2 separate regions of the Mus musculus genome follow, and region 1 is linked to region 2. The links are chromatin contacts, called in public promoter capture Hi-C maps. All regions are on one chromosome and are shown on one strand. Each heading gives the region's core, a stretch centred on a gene start, on an enhancer-like site or on the middle of the called end of the contact. The rest is flanking DNA. Distances are from core to core; before and after follow the strand shown. Region 1 overlaps Gm30310 (a long non-coding RNA gene). Region 2 has its middle 30 kb from the start of Gm25805.

Region 1 (2,852 bases), core at 304-2,803, 89 kb after region 2:
TGCCAGGAGATGACCTCTATGTGTCTTTTCTGCCTGTTCCTTTCAGCAGAGGAAAGTAAGGGGATGCTCTGCTTGGAGCTACCTGGCAACCAGCAACTGAGTAGTGTGATCCTGCCTCCGCAGATGGAAGAAAATGAAAGTGCAGATCGTGCTGTGGGAAGCTGTTACCCTTGGCCTCAGCGTGTTCTATGCAATACCCCGTTTGCACTGCATGTGTGTGTCCACAGAAGGATTAGCCAGAGGGAAAAAAGAACAGTGTTTTTTTCCTATAGAAAGGCAAGAGAGAAGACGACACGATTCACTGGGTAAATGAAGCTGCCACCAAACCCAGTCTCTGGGATTTACTGGGTAGAGAGGAGAACTGGCTCCCAGGGCTGTACTCTGCAGTCATGCACCTGCTACCCCCAAACAAACAAGTAAACAAGTGTTAAAAAAACAAGAACTGGGCTAGGAACTGTAGGGGTTTGAACCAGGATGGTCCCCGTAAGCTCATAAATTTTAATGCTTGGCTTCCGGTTAGTGGAACTGTTTGAGAAGGACTAGGAGGTATGGCCTTGTTGGGGAAGCATGTCACTGGGGTGGGTTGTGAGGTTTCAAAAGGCCAGGCCAGGCCCAGTGTCTCTCTCTGCTTGCAGCTGTGGATCAGATGTAAACGCTATGCTCTGTCCAGGGCCAGGTCTGCCTGCCTGCCTGCCTGCCTGCCTGCTGCCTGCCTGCCTGCCTGCTGCCTGCCTGCCTGCCTGCCTGCTGTCATGCTCCTCTGCATGATGATCATGGACTTTCTGAAACTGTAGACAAGCTTCCCAATTAAATGCTTTTATTTTTATTATTATTATTTTTTTAATTTTTTATTTTTTTTTCCTCCCACCCCTATTTTTATTATTTTTAAAAACTTTTTATTGATTCTTTGTGAGTTTCACATCATGTACCCCAGTTTCGCTCATCTCCCTGTCCCCTCGTGTCTGCCCTCTGCCCTTTCAACTCCCCCAGAATAACACACACACACACACCCACCCAAAGCATAGAAAACATCTCATGGTGGAAGCTGCAGTGTGTCCCAGTGTGTCCCACAGGATATCCCTCTGTCCACATGCCTTCACTTGCGAATGCTCATTGCAATGTGTCTGGTTAGAAGACTCTGGCTTCTGTGACACCAACATTGAATTCTCACTGGGACTCCTCCTGGTTATCCTATGTGTTCCCCTGTGTCATGAGATCTTGGAGTTTTGGATCAGCCGGAGTGGCCCTTTCACACCCCCCCCCCCAAATTCACAGGTGAGGTAGATGTTGGGATAGGCCAACTCAAAAGCCTTGGATCTGGGCATGGGTGGCAGTTGAGCAGGTCAGCCCTCCAGTCCTTACCACACCACCAGGGCCAGCTCTCCAGCACTGCCCTGGCTAGGCCACCCAATGCTGCTACTGGCAGGAAGGAGGCAGCTCTTCTGCTGTCATGCCCTCTGGGTGGCTCACCTGTACCCATACCTCTCCAGCCAGCTCCACTGTGCTGCTCAGTAAAAGTTCGAGGCCCACTCAGTGCTGTAGCTGGCAAGAGGCTGGGCCAGCGTTCCTGCTCTCAGGACCCAGGGCCAGCTTTCCTAACTGCTGGGCGTGGTGAGGGGTGAGTCTGACCAAGCCCGCTCAGTCAGTCAACAGGTTCTCCAGCGCGGGAGTGAGGATTAAAAAGAAAAAAAGATAGTTAGACAACATTGTAGCATGACCCAAGTCAATTCTCAGACTGAAGGCAAATTTAATTTTCCAATCCACTTTTTATACATTTTAATTACATGCAGGTATTTTGGGCGAGCAGTACAATAAGGAACTAACAAGGCAGTAAGCGAAGTCCTGTGATTACTCCCATGGCAGTTGTTTAAAAGGGCTTGTTATAATGACCCAACACTTGAGCCCACTTCCTCGTCCAAGCCCAAAATCTTGCCTGAAGCCTAGTTCTTCTGTTCCATCCTGAGACATCCTAAAATTCCTGCCTTACCCGACTTCCTTATTACAGCCTAAAGTTAGATTCTTACTGAAACTGACTTCCTTATTATGCCCTAATGTCAGAGTCCTGCCTGAGCTTACTTCCAATGTCAGATTCCTGCCTGAAGCCCATTTTCTGCCAAGTGGTATCCCAGAAGGCTTTCCAGCAATTAGGTGTGGGAAGGGCCTCACCTCCACACCAGCACAACCCCATGGTGGAGGAGTGGTGAGGCCAGCGCTCCCATGCTGGCTTTACCTTAGGGCCGGATCACCTGCGGCCCTGCTACTAGGGCCAGCTCTACTGTGCTGCACAGACCAGGCAAAGGACCCACTCTCCCGAGTGCACAGCTGTTGAGGGGCAAGACCCGCTCTCCCACTCTCATGACTCCCCAGCCAGCTCCCAATTGCCAGTTATGTGTGTTTCGGGTGGAGGAGGTTTATCACCTCTACACGTGTGCCACAAACATGCTGGGGAGGATGTATTTCAGGGGCAGGACACTTGGGTGGCATGAATGTGCTTGACCGGTATGTCAGAGGTCCTAGGTTCACTCCTCCTAGCTGCAAAAAACATCAAAAACAAAACAAAACAAAAAAGTATAGCAAACCTCTAAAATCAGCCTACCACCACCATCACCACCACCAGCAGCAGCAATAAAACAACCCCTCAAACCCACAACAAAACACAACAACAAAACAAGCCCCAGCCGGGCGGTGGCGCACGCCTTTAATCCCAGCACTCGGGAGGCAGAGGCAGGTGGATTTCTGAGTTTGAGGCCAGCCTGGTCTACAAAGTGAGTTCCAGGACAGCCAGGACTATACAGAGAAACCCTGTCTCGAAAAACAAAACAAAACAAAAAACAAGCCCCAAACAAACAGCA
Region 2 (2,906 bases), core at 56-2,555:
TGAATCCAGAGTTTTAAGCATGTATATTATTAGTTACCTTTTTATTGCTGTGATAGATACCAAGATCAAAAGCAACTTACAGAACAGTTAGTTTTGGCTTAAGGTTCCAGAGTACTAGATGCCCAAAATGGGAGGGAAGGGGTGGCAACAGGTGGTCAGACCAGGCATCTGAGAGGTCACATCTCAGCTACAGAAAGAAAGCAGAGAGAAAGAGCCTTGGAAAGGTGGCAAGGCTATCAACACTCCAGAGCCCACCCCTAGTGACCCCTAGCCTTTCCTCCTGCGAGACTCCACCCCCCAAAGTTACGTGCACTTCCCAACAGTGCCACCCACTGGGAACAAGTGTTCAGCCGTGAGAGCTTATGGGGCAAGGCTCTCATTGAAAGCACCACAGCCTGCTAGGCAAGCTCTCTCTCTCTCTGAGAGACATCCTCAGACAAAGGATTATGTTTCAACAGAAGCCTTTTGTGAGTATTCCTTCAAAAGTAGAAGCCTCCAGCTACTGGCTATCACAGACTTCTTGTTTCCCTTATAGCACACAACAGTTTTGGGAAGCTTTTATTGAGTTTAGTTTCCTTTCTTTCTTTCTTTCTTCCTTCCTTTCTTTCTTTCTTATATGTAAGTACACTGTAGCTGTCTTCAGACACTCCAGAAAAAGCGCCAAATATTATTACAGATGGTTGTGAGCCACCAATATGGTTGCTGGGATTTGAACTCAGCATCTCTGGAAGAGCAGTCAGTGCTCTTAACTGCTGAGCCATCTCTCCAGCCCCTAGTTCTTTTTTTTGTTTTGTTTTGTTTTTGTTTTTTCCAGACAGGGCTTCTCTGTGTAGCCCTGGCTGTCCTGGAACTCACTCTGTAGACCAGGCTGGCGTCGAACTCAGAAATCCTCCTGTCTCTGCCTCCCAAGTGCTGGGATTATGCGCCACCACTGACTGGCTGAGTTTAGTTCTCAGCCATCCATCTCCTCTCTAAGCATAAACTGCATTGATGTGGAGCCCTCTGCCCTGCTCTGGTGCACTCTCCAGCTCCTGCCTCAGATCACAGCTCACAGTGAGAGGTTAATAAATATTAAGTATGCCCACAGATGTAGTTGAATAATTTAACTAATGAACCCTGCATTCAAACTTACTGATGTCATGTTTCTAAAGGCCAGATGTACACAAATTAGACTGTTTTCCCCCTATTAATTAATGGAGCGTCTGTAATTTCCCTGAAAGGCATTCACACTTAGGTTGCAAGTCTCAAATAGAGCAAAGTGATTTATGCTGGGTCACTGGTGACTCAGAGTCTGGGAATAGGAGCACTATATAACCTTTGCTCGGATTAGTCCAGACACAACAACAAGGTGGCCATGACCTCAGCTATTTGGGAACTCTGGAACTGAACATCTGGACTAATTCTACTTTAATGACAGTATTTGCTATAGCTTGGCTCAACCCACACAAGACTTTTTACTTTTTCCCTGTGTGTATGGGGGGCACACACTTGTGAGTATGAGTGCAAATGTGTGTAGGTGCAAGTAGAGATGTATGCACCTGTGGACAGAGGCCAGACGTCAACCTCAGACACTGGTCCTCAGGTGCTGTGCTGTCCACCTTGTTTGAGACAGGGTGTCTCATTGACATAAAACTTGCCGATTTGGCTAGGCTGATTGTCCCACAAGCCCCAGGGAGTCACCTGTCTCATCTCCTTCAGCATTGGGATTACAGATGTGCCCCCACACCTATAGGCACTGGACGTCTACCTTGGCTTCTCTTGATTGCCTAGCAAGCACTTTACCAACCAAGCCCTCTCCCAGGTCAAATTTAGCAAGTAGTCAAGCATGATCCTGAACTCCTGATCCTGTTACGCCTGCCTCCCTGCTGCTGGAATTACAGGAGTGCACCCCGCACTGCCTCAGACGTTGTGATCAGACACTGGTCCCCAGACACAATCTTTACCGATATGGATGTTGTGGTTTCCTCAGCACCACATTCTGGAGCTGTCCCTCTAATAGCTTTCTCTAATGTAGGTTTTGGGGATAGATGGGTTTGACACAGGGTCTCTTACAACTTAGGCTGGCTTCCAACTGGCTGGGTAGCCAATAGTGACTTTGAACTCCTGGTCTTGCTGCCTCCGCATCTGGCCCTCTGTAATATAATTCTTTCCTTTTCTTGGTTATTTTTATAGGCCTATAAAAATAGGCCTTCAGCAGAGGCTCCTTTCCGGCTAACTGGTAGTTTGCGTGTGTGCTGTGTGTTTGTTTACCTTTAGTAATAGTTACTTTTGGAACCCAGTCTTTTCTGAGTGGCAGGCACTCACCCTATTATTAAGCTACGTTCCTCAGCCCCAGAAAGCTTTTTAAAGTACTTGTTTATGTACTTCATGTGTATGAATGCTCTATTTGCATGTACACCTGCATGACAGAAGGGGGCATCAGGTCCATTACAGATGGCTGTGAGCCATCTTGTTGCTGGGAATTGAACTCAGGACCTTCAGAAGAGCAGTCAGTGCTCTTAAACCCTGAGCCATCTCATCTCTCGAGCCCCTCAGACAGCTTTTTTAAAAACTGATTGATTGGGTTGGAGAGATGGCTCAGTAGAGATGACTGCTCTACCAAAGGTCCTGAGTTCAATTCCCACCAACCACATGGTGGTTAACAACCATCTGTAATGAGATCTGGTGCCCTCTTCTGGTGTGTCGGGAGACAGCTATAGTGTGCTCACATAATTAAAATAAACAAATCTTTAAAAAAAAAAGATTTCGGGTGGTGGTGGCACACACCTTTAATCCCTTCTTCTCTTTTGTTTTATATAGGTTTTTAATTTCTTTAACTTTTATCATGTGTACTGAATATTATATGTTTTATTCTAATTGTTTGCTCTAGTTTATTACCAATAAAAGTCCTGTTAATCACACACACA

The links. Promoter capture Hi-C pulls out the DNA fragments that hold promoters and counts their contacts.
Region 1: a contact with region 2 is called in a promoter capture Hi-C map of trophoblast stem cells, with 4 times the contacts expected there. The contact joins two enhancer-like sites. A contact is called at or near these places in 5 of 39 promoter capture datasets (the C10 cell line, liver, neutrophils and 2 more), 2 of 15 datasets of contacts at CTCF or cohesin (the G1E-ER4 cell line and large pre-B cells), 57 of 484 Hi-C or Micro-C datasets (the 63-12 cell line, the AML12 cell line, the AtT-20 cell line and 36 more), 12 of 115 datasets of contacts at active chromatin or transcription factors (Th17 cells, bone marrow-derived macrophages, cardiomyocytes and 4 more) and 4 of 9 other capture datasets (adipose tissue, embryonic stem cells, liver and 1 more).

The regions. Positions count from the first base shown.
Region 1 is chr16:8,883,893-8,886,744 of GRCm38.p6, forward strand. Gm30310 (a long non-coding RNA gene) reads left to right here. Exons shown (of 3, transcript XR_001781949.1): 1 at 1-305. Among named protein-coding and RNA genes, the nearest start is that of Gm30310, 3.7 kb to the left of the region's middle. Within about 2 kb of position 1,554, at least 7 of the 459 cell types and tissues checked have an H3K27ac peak or open chromatin away from gene starts, as enhancers often do. A contact at or near this core is called in trophoblast stem cells, where this site is marked.
Region 2 is chr16:8,794,831-8,797,736 of GRCm38.p6, forward strand. No RefSeq gene overlaps it. Among named protein-coding and RNA genes, the nearest start is that of Gm25805, 30 kb to the left of the region's middle. Within about 2 kb of position 1,306, at least 8 of the 459 cell types and tissues checked have an H3K27ac peak or open chromatin away from gene starts, as enhancers often do. A contact at or near this core is called in trophoblast stem cells, where this site is marked.